Regions from separate parts of the Gossypium hirsutum genome. Here region 1 is linked to region 2. Evidence: chromatin contacts called from public Hi-C data. All regions are on one chromosome and are shown on one strand. Each heading gives the region's core, a stretch centred on a gene start, on an enhancer-like site or on the middle of the called end of the contact. The rest is flanking DNA. Distances are from core to core; before and after follow the strand shown. Region 1 holds the start of LOC107912790. Region 2 holds the start of LOC107912781 (histone deacetylase HDT1).

Region 1 (5,344 bases), core at 2,519-5,018, 620 kb after region 2:
TGAATAGAAACCCTATTAACTGTATCGGGCTGAGTCGGATATAGATGGTATGCCATAGGATTGGAAGAGTTCAGGGATTACTTTGACTTCGAGTCAATGAGACTCTGAGTGTTAATTTATTACTTCGGATTAATTCGATGAGGCACTGGGTGCCAATTGACTTCGGTTTAGCCGATAAGACACTGGATGACAACTTATTGCTTCGAATTATCCGATAAGGTGCTAGTTACGAAACTGGTGTATTTTGGTTGGATTTGTGTATCCGTCCAAGTCCAAATCATGTTAATTGGGGTAATTAAATGAAGTGATATTTAAAAGTAAGATAATAGGGGTAATTAAATGGAAATGAACATATAAATTGTGTATCATATCGTGAAAAGCTATTTGAGATAGCAAATGATGAGAATTGAGTATGTTATGACCGTATGATTATCTTACTTTTAAATATTTGGATTATAGAAATACCATTGAGTTTATACTCAGCGTACGGTTTTGTTTTTCGTGTGCAGGTTAAGTATTTAAGGTTTGACTGCCGATTCAGTATCCAACAACGGTCCAGAACTCAAATGTGGTGATGTTATTCCTTTTTCTGTCGGTATATACCTAGGGCATCTAATTGTTAACTATTTCATGGATTGACTGTAAATAAGATTATAAGTTAATATTGGTTGGTTATATGTATAAGTATGTGTTATATTAAGGTTATAATATGGAATGTTTAAAATTATTGCATAAATGAACATGATATAGGCAAAATTAGGTTGAATTTGGTATCTTTACAAATTTGATTTGAATGATGTTTAAATTAATATGTTTTGATAATATGATTGTGATACCTATGAGGGTACATTGGTTAGACATCTAGGTTGATTATTTTGACAAGTTTTGAAGATATTTGATTTTGTTTCAAATTGGTTGAACAATTGATTTTGAGTTGTTTAGTATTCAAGATTGTAGGGAATGGTAAACTTGATGTTTAAGGTTCATTTTGAGTCCACACGGCTAACCCATGGGCGTGTGGTTTGACCTGTGTTCCTTGCAACTTTAAAATTTCAAAACAGAATTCTCAGCTATTTTTATACGTGCAGAGACACGGATGTGTGTCTCAACCGTGTGTGACACACGGCCTAGCACACGGGTGTGTGACTTGGCTGTTTGATCCCTGCATCTTAATATTGCAAGTCAATATGCTCACACGGCCTAGCACATAGGCGTGTAGCTTGGCCGTGTGACTCAAGTCAGTAAGCACCTAAATTTGGACACGGGTTAGGACACGGCTGTGTGTCCCTATTTCGAATGTTCACATGGCCTGAGACACGGGCATGTCTCTTGATCGTGTGAGACACACAGCCTGGTCACACGAGTGTGTGTCCTCTATTTTTTAAAATTTTTTTGATATTTTCGGAAAAAATTTCTGAGTACCCGGTTTAGTCCCAATTTATTTCTAACATATATTTTGGGCCTCAAGGACATATATAAAGGACAATATGATTGATTTATGACATGTATGTTAAATAATATGTAATGTCTGTTTTTGATCTGAAAAGTCTAATAATGCTCTATAATCTTGTTTCGGCAACGAAAAAGGGTTAGGGGTTACAAAAATTATTCTTTTACAAAATTGGGGTCAATTGACCTCTCTATCTCTATTGCAGCTCCTACAATTGTAAGATTGCTTAAGTAATAGAAGGTATTCTTCTATATTTTAAAGTTTTAGTTTTGATTGAAATATAGGGTGGATACGAAAAAATAATTAGTAATTGAATTTGGGTGTAATTATTTATAATTATACATGCATGGTATGTTTAGATGGTCACTGTAATTAGTGAGTTTCACAAAATTAAGTATAATTGGAGCAATTCAATTACACTCTTTAATTTTTAAGAAAATGTAAGAATTATAAATAGTTACATTCAATTTTTTTTATATAATTTTCCAAACATATTAGTTGATGATTTAAGTTTAAAATGTTGTTTTATACTGTAAGAATAGCGTATCAAATATGAAATCCATTCTAAAGAAAAAACAATTAACCTTTGTTTCTATTTCTTGAGCAGATTCAGTATTCATTTATTTGCGCAAAATGGGGAAGATGACCTAAGGCCGCTCCGTTTCTTGGGGTCCATAACCACAAAGTATGGCATGCCCCCCCCCCCCCCCCCCTCTTAATTAATCCTCAAACTTTGAACCTAACTACTTAACAAAAAAAAAACATTTTGTTGAATTGTTCTATATTTTCATGACAATTTCTTATTTCTTATTCAATGCAAGATGTATCTATAAACCCATTCTTTTTTAAGAAAAACACTTTTGTCTTTCATTACAACAAATAAATATGTTTGTTTAAGAACCTAATGATAACATAAAACCCAAATGCATGTTCTAAACAGCCCTTTGTCTCTGACCTCCCTTTTCATTTCTTTTACTTTTTAAAGCACTCAAATTATAGGTTATTTCCATTTGGCTATTTGCATCTACTTTAATCCATATTTCAACAAAGCTTTATTTTTAGCCTTTTTAAGTACTAGAGTTATTAAGATTCAATAGATGGGGTGATAATTTTTTTAATTCTAAAATATTTAATTGTATATTAGAAGGTAAAAAGATGTTTTAGTGTATGAGTGGGGAATTAGAGGAGAAAGAGTGTTGAGTCTTCACCTAAAAGCCAAAGCCCTAACTTCATGGGTGCTTGTGCATTGATTTCAATGTTGCTTCTTAACTGTAACCACATGCTTTTTATTTATTTTTGTATTTCTCTGATATTAAAGGATGTTACAGCTACAGCTTTAATTAAAAATAGTCACACAGTTAGTTAAGTATTTTAATTTATAATCTAGAGGGACAATAACTAAAGGGATAGAGTTTTTTCATCATGCATTAACCCTAAATTTACTACTCATTTTGTGGATCTATCAATCCCACATCAAATATTATTTTTAGTACAAAATCTACTTTCAATTTTAAAAACCCATACAAATTTAATTTCCTTATTTATATTTTTTTTTTGCCTATTAAATGCATTATATCAGAATTACACAATTTCCTTTTCCATATTACCAGCATGCTATCTTTCCACAGCCTCCTTGCCTTTCACTCTCCCCTAAACTTTATTTTCACTCTTACCACCTCCCCTATTTATCTTCCTAAACTTTTAAATCTCATTTTTATTTTATGTAAATTTGTTTTTTCTTTAATTTTATCATAATTAATTTTAATTAGAATAGTGATATAGTTATAGTTAAAATATCTTTCTTATTTCAGTAAATAGATAGCCACTCAATTATAATAATAAATAAAATATTTTAGACACCTACAAGAAAAAATTTACAATTTAATTACTCACCTTACATAATTTGATTATTTTAATTACTCCCGTTAAAATCATAAATGTCAAGCTAACATAAATTTTTCTTTTAAATTTTGATTTTCCATGTAAAATCCATGTCATTATTATTCATTAAATTCTATTATGATAAAAGAAGATTGTTTAGTTGCCGAACCAAAATTGAGAAATCACCATTTTGGGAAAATGATATATTAATTTTGTTTTTTGTATTTTTTGAAGAAATAGATGATATTGCGAGAAAAATTTATGTCAGTTTACCATTTATAATTTTAATGAGAGTGAATAAAATGATCGAATTGAGTAACATAAGTGCCTAAATTGTAAACTTTTATTTTGAAAATTTGAAATAAACTTTTTTATAATTTTGTGGTTATTTTTAAATATATGTAACTGGAATTTTATTAAGTATTGATAATCACAGAAGCCAAGGGTAAGGAATTAAAAGCACAAGAAGATTGGTGGTATTTCAGACCAGGTCCAACTTCACTTTCTGCCTTTTTCATTTCTTCTTTAGCAATTTTTAATATATGTGATGAACTGGCAAAGCAAGCTTGAAGTTTCTCTTGCATCACTCTCCTGCTTCTTTACTTTGATTATATTATTGTAGATTATATAAAAGGGTCAAATAGAGAGATTCATATTTATTTAATACACATGCATATGGACCTAAATTTCCTTGCTGCTGCTGCCTGTCTTCCTCTTATTTCCATAATATAAATTTCTTCTTTACATAAATCTCTCCAAAGCTTTAGATCTTTCCTCTCGAAATCGGAACCCATTTTTTTCTTTTGCAGTTTTCGATATATACAATGAGAGACATTGTTTCTTGTTTCAGTGAGAACGCAGTAAATGTTTCACATTCTTCATGTTCCAGCTATTCGAGCAATGCTTGCATCGCTCCAAGCCTAGCCCCATCAGTCCAAAATGCAGTCACGGGTGTTTACAGGCTCATTCTTTCAACCCAGAAGCAGCTTTTGATCCGAGTCACTTGGTGCAAGAACCACACCGGTCAAGGCCTAAGCATTAACATCGGTGATGACCCTTCCACATCTTTCAAGCTCAACACCAACTTGAGATTCTTCAGGAAGAAGAAAGGCAACAAAGTGATCGAATCCGATCATTCCAAGATCGAAGTCCTCTTCCATGCTAAGTATGATACGGGACCCGAACCTGTTGATGGGTTCTATGTTTTAGTCATGGTTGATTCCGAGATAGGCCTTGTTTTAGGCGATATGGCTGAAGAAACGGTCACCAAGAAGTTCAAAAATGCAACCCCAGTTGCTAAAGTCTCCCTCATTTCCAGGCAAGAACATTGTTCTGGCACTACGCTGTATTCCACGAAGGCTCAATTCTGTGATACAGGCATTGTACATGATATTCTAATCAGATGCAGTGGTGAACATGAAGGCCTGAAGTACCCGGTTTTATCGGTTTGTATCGATAAGAAGACGGTGATTCGAGTAAAGAGGCTGCAATGGAATTTTAGAGGAAACCAGACGATATTTGTTGATGGATTGTTAGTTGATCTGATGTGGGATGCCTATGACTGGTTCTTCAATCCTGTTACTGGTTCAGCTGTGTTCTTATTTAGGACAAGAAGTGGTTTGGATAGCCGGCTTTGGTTGGAGGAGAAGTTGGTGCAGAAAGACCAAGACAGAGTTGAATTCTCCTTGTTGATTCATGCCTGTAAGAACACATAAAGAAACGGATCAGTTTGTTCATGTTTGTTTATTTTGTTTTAGATTTTCAGTTTTTTTGTCCAAATTTCTTCCTTTTTCATCTCAATTTTTCCCCCCTTTCCTTGAAAGGAATAGATACTTGAATTCTTTGATCATAAGAGAAAAGAAAATAACTTGAGCTGCAGAATATTTTAGTTTCTGTGTTGCAGAATGTGGAGTGTAGCTTTAACTAAAAGTTGGTTTTGTTTCTGTGGTAAAAAAGATTTGGATAATTAATTACAGTGAACATAATGCTCGTAATGATAATGTTGTGAGGTTC
Region 2 (5,572 bases), core at 2,226-4,725:
CTACTTTTTCTCCGATATCCACCCTTCATGCAAAATTTTCAAAAAGTTAAATTCAAAATGAATTAGTTAGTATTAACTTATTGAAACAGAAACAATTATTAGGAAAAAATTTGTAGCCTTGAAAAAAAATTACCCTGTCCTTCAAACAAGCCAATCAAAATTAGTGCTGGCTGTGAGGTTCGAACTCACGCGCACTTATGTGCAGCAGATCTTAAGTCTGCCCCCTTAACCTCTCGGGCAAACCAGCTGACTGTTCGTACTTAACATTGAACCCATATATAAAATCTTATGTATATTGGTTTTTCTATCATCTTATGTCCATTTTTCTCTACCCAAGTATTACAAAGTCCTTGGAGAACAGACAGGCAGGCAGGCAGAGCAATGTTTGTAATAGGTACAAAGAGTTCATACCCATTGTTCTATTACTACTATCATAACTGTTGCTCAGTCTTCCATCGGAACTAAAACAGATGCTTGTAATTCATGGATGGACCTTTTTCTATATGCAAAAATTCTAACTCTTCAGTCAGAAATTTTAGTATAACTCAATTTTTGGTATGTCCTTTTCTTTGGAGTGCAGCTTAATTTCCCGTAACTTGCATTAATCATTTCAAAGACAATAGCTTGCCACTTTTCTCATGTGTTATTGTTGTGGCGGATATTACAATTTTATACGCCTACTATTATGTATTTATCTTCATACAATATAAGCCCTGGAATACGGATTTTCTTCTACTACTTTGTTCTTTCAATTATATTTATCCTTTAGTCGTTTAGTAAAATGAATGCATTAAAGCTTGCTGTGCATTCCTAAAAATGATAGCACATTTTGCATTACCACATGAAATTATTATCATTTTACCAGTTGAAATAGTTAATGGTTAACTATATGATGAATAAGCATTGCCATTCAACATTTCGTTATCCAAAAAAAAATACAAAAGTTTTAACTTCTATAGGCTCCAAAAACATAAACATCAAATTTAATGCCAGAAAAAAAAAACACGACTAAAATAGTAAACGATTTGAGATACGCAACATTACACCCTAAATATATAATTTGCCAAAACAATAAGCTTTCAATCAGAAGCAAGGGGACTCAATTGCCTTTTTTAGACAATAAACTACCAGTTTACTAAGAAAAGCATAATCTCTCAAAAATTAAACATGCACATAAGAGCATGTAATATCATCTCATTTGCCACCATGCTTGGCCTTCTTGTGGGACTCTAGACCACCCTCGGAACCAAAGGACCTGTTCATGGTGAATGGAGGAAGTTAGTTAAGAAACCAAACCGATTCAAAACAAAATTGGAAGCAGTTCTAAAAGTTATAGGCAAGTACTTGCTACAAGATCCACAAGAGAATTGACCACCAGACTTTGGACTCTTTCCAGAAGTTTTCCCAGCTTGCTTTGATGGGTGTGGGGTTGCAGTGTGACCACCCTTCTTACCATCTGCAAGAGCAAGGAATAATGAAATCATAAGATCTTAAAGAAATGGATGCCAGATCAAGGTAAACCATTGCCAAAAACATGTCAAAACCATATATGATACGGCAGAGTTTCATGTGAACTATGAGAAAAGACCTGTTTTCTGAGGTGTCGCTGCAGGTTTAGCCTTCTTTGCAGAAACAGGTGTTGCAGCTTCTGCCGGTCTCTTTTTGCTCGACTCAACCTTGAAATCCAGAGACATAAATTTACATCAACTGAATCAGGTCAGATTGAACAATCAAGTACCAGTTAGAACCCACAAAACGTACCTTCTTAGGTGTCTCCTCATCCTCATCATCTGAACTTTCATCCACAGACATCTGTCCAGAAGAACAGAAAAATTCAATCCAAATTTCTCAATCACTACTTCAACTAGAGAAAAACAAATCCTTAAAAATTATCAAACTGAAGTCATTGACAATAAAATTAAAGTCATATCAAACAAAACACCACTCAGAACAAAGGAAAAACATTCAATATGAAATTATGGTTTTGCTTAGTTTTGAGAAAAGGACCTCTTCATCTTCATCATCAGAACCACTTCCATCCTCGGAATCACTATCATCATCATCGTCCTCATTTTTCTTGTTATCACTTGGTTCAGTTATCTTGACAGCTTGTTTTACAGCATCAGGTTTCCCAGCATTAGCCGTTTTTGCATCTGTCTTAGCTTTTCCTGTAATGGAAGAAAATGTTTGCAGGTTGAAAGTGCAAATTAGTAGAATCTTCAATTATTGATACTAAATTCCAGTACACAAAGAGAACTAACCGTTTTCAGCAGCCACAGGAAGTTCCTCATCCTCGCTACTTTCTTCCTCACTATCTGTATATAAGAATAATATGCATGAGAAAAACTTGATTAAAGCAATTTGCAATTAGGCAAAAGATATATTCCATTACTCACCAAATTCATCATCAGAGGTGACAGAAAACAGCATAGAAGTCAAGGAAGCACAAGATTTCACAGGCAAAATTCACATTAAAAAAATAAGTTTGGTTATTACAAAAAAGAAAAACAAAATAATTGCTATTGATAAAAGGATATCCTTCCTCTGGGACAAAAGTTCTGTAACCAAGGAAATAGACGCTCCCATTTTTCCAGTTGTGAGAGAGCTCAAAGCCTTGCTCAAATACTAAATCAAAACACAATTGCGGGCAATTCTGGTGGGAAAGTGTTCCGAGAACGAGTTTCTTCCCATTAACATTCACATAGAGAGGAACCGACTCTGCTTTGTTCTTTGACTCACCAAGTGTTGCCTAAAACATAAGGCAACAAAGCAGATGATTTTAGACAAACAACAATAGATAACAACATCAAGTTAGACAGTTTCCAACCTGGGAAAGATGGATGACATGACTGGCACCAGGGTCCGTTTTAATAGGCTGTCCAGCTTTAACTTCAATACCTAATAGTAGCATAAAAGATGATCCAATTTGATTAACCCAATTTGAAATAAAAACAATATGTCCATGTCTCAAGTATAATCCTGAAAAATATAATTTGCATATAATCATTTTCAACAAGCTACCATCCAATGACAAAATAATTACCATGTGTCAAATCATACTGATAAATCTCAAATAATGAAACCAGCAACTGATGCTATTAGCGTTGACAACAGTAAACCCAAAACCCAATCAAACACGGCCACAAAAACAAGCTTCCCATTGAAAGAGAGAAGTTCAAATAAAACCCAAGGGAAAGCTAGCATCATTTCATTAGAATTTTTTAAAAAAAAAATCAAAGCTTCAAAAAGTAAAAGAAACATAAACATAAAATCGAAGAGAGATAAGTAAAAGAAAGAATGGGTTACCCCAGAACTCCATTGATGAGGATGATGAAAGACGAGTGAGAGGACTAAGGTTTTAGTGGCGTCTGAGAACTAGGGTTTTACGAGGAGTGGGAGAAGGTGAGAGTAAAAACACGCCTTCCAAAGAAGAGAGTGGAATTGAATGGCAATCGAAATGAATTTATATGATAGTTGCCGCTTATTTTATTTCTAGGGTTTTTAAAAAAAAAATTATTTCTTTTCAATATTCAAGGATTTGTTTGTGAAGGCTTCCTTTTCGGACTGACCCAATTATGATCAACCCATATGTTTTGTAAAGCCCATAATAAGCCCATCACTAAAACTATCTACAAATACCTAAAGACTAGGCCTCATATCTCCATATCAATATCACTCTTTTATCTAGGTTGTTTGGCACTTAAAATTGGGGTTTTAAAAAAATTAATTGAGTTTTAGCTTGATTAGTATGGGTATTGTTGTCAATACAGAAGGATGTGAGTTCAAATGTACTAAAACACATTATCCTCTTATTTATAGGTTGGGAGGAGTTATGGATTTTAGGCATTGTGTAAAAAAAATATTAGAACTTATAATGAAATTGTTCAAAAAAATATTTGGGTAAAAAAAATTGGCCGCGTTCAATGACCGACACCTCAGCAAATTTTCACTCCACAAGTAAAGTTAAGATTTTGATATGTGACCTTAAATTGCATTTAAAAATTTAAGGGATAAATTTCAAAACTATACATAAATTATGATTTAATGTGTAAATTTATACACGAAATTTTGATTTGATCAAATTCTCACAAATCATTAATACAATTATTGATATAGCATTATTTTATGTTTATATATTGCATACACATATAATTATATTTATCCAATATAAAAATAAATTTGATTATTTATTTCTTTAAATGTGTATGACTGAATCAAAATTAAAGTTTCATGTATGTATTTGAACCACAATCGAAGTTACATGTATATAATTATATTAAATTAAAATTCATATATCAAATCACACATTGAATAAAGTCTTAAAATTTATCTCGAAATTTAAAAAATAAAAATAAAATATGTGATAAAATTTCAAAGGGAGTTAAATAATTCACGGCCAATATACCAAACTTGTTGATTTAGAAAATATAAATTTCGTAATAATATTTCTAAGTGAACTGAAATTGCATTTATTACATGAAAGCAATTCTTACGTAAGAATTATATTTTTTAATTACAAGAAATTTCAATACGTAGTAATATATTTACAAGAATTTATAATAGGAATGATATATTTAAGGTTCGTATGTACAAACATTAGTATTATTTTAGGATTTGATGTAAGTAAAGGAATTAAATTTTAAATTTTTAAAAGTATTAGGGACTATTATATTAAAATTAAAATTCTATAGATTAGTAATTATTATATTGCTAATCATGTTTTGTGTTATTTTACCTATTATTTTAAATATAATTTTTTAAAATTAAATAGTAAACTATTCCACAAATAATTATATTTTTAATTTTTTATTTTATTATAAAATATAATTTAATTAGTTTTTAATAATATAAATAAACAATTTTTTATCTAAGAGTAAAATTTTCATTTGCAATCTATTCCTTGTATATTCCTTATCATTACTCTATCAAACCAAACAATATAATATTATGTTATTATTGTATTCCATTCCCACCTAATAGACTATTCAATTCTTGTTCTATTCCAATTTAAATAACCAATCGTGCTATTCAAATTCCCTTCTTCTTTTTTTTTTTGTGAAAGTAAAACATTATCTAACTAATTACATAGAAGTACTTTGAAAAGAAAACCCTTTGCCTTATCTGTTTGTAGGAGATCTAGTACTATCGTAGAAAGGAGGTCAAAATTTTACAATTTTTCTTTTTTACCAAAGTTAGTTTGGCTAAGCAATTCGTAGCTTAATTTTGCTCTCTAAGCATGTAATGTAAGAGCCATTGTTTTTCTTGTGCCAAGATGTTTTGAATTCTTCTAATCAAAGAAGTTCGATGTGATGGAAACACTTCCTTAGATAGTTTTAATGACCTCCAAGCTGTCATATTAGATTATGACCTTGTCATGACCTCTGCGTTAGATAAGCTAGAGGCCCTCCAAAATGGTCCAAAGTTCGGTATAAAAAATCGAGCACTTCCCGATATATCGGTTATGCCCAGAGATCAACTCTCCATTATCATCACGAATTACTCCCACAAATGTTGCGTTTCCTTAGTCCAATTGTATATAAAATTGTAACGCCCCATACCCAAGACCGTTGCC

Evidence for each region. A called contact is a pair of places that touch in the nucleus more often than the background predicts.
Region 1: a Hi-C map of leaf shows a contact between it and region 2, with 2.2 times the contacts expected there. The contact joins the promoter of LOC107912790 here to the promoter of LOC107912781 in region 2. A contact is called at or near these places in 2 of 34 Hi-C or Micro-C datasets (both in leaf).

Annotation. Positions count from the first base shown.
Region 1 is chrA09:65,220,388-65,225,731 of Gossypium_hirsutum_v2.1, forward strand. It overlaps LOC107912790, which reads left to right and starts at 3,769. Exons shown (of 1, transcript XM_016841117.2): 1 at 3,769-5,297. The coding sequence starts at 4,156. The coding sequence ends at 5,046.
Region 2 is chrA09:64,597,366-64,602,937 of Gossypium_hirsutum_v2.1, forward strand. LOC107912781 (histone deacetylase HDT1) reads right to left here and starts at 3,476. Exons shown (of 10, transcript XM_016841107.2): 1 at 3,307-3,476; 2 at 2,828-2,898; 3 at 2,538-2,749; 4 at 2,397-2,413; 5 at 2,262-2,315; 6 at 2,008-2,168; 7 at 1,762-1,812; 8 at 1,589-1,676; 9 at 1,345-1,456; 10 at 891-1,255. The coding sequence starts at 3,319. The coding sequence ends at 1,195. TRNAL-UAA (transfer RNA leucine (anticodon UAA)) reads right to left here and starts at 247; the gene lies at 165-247.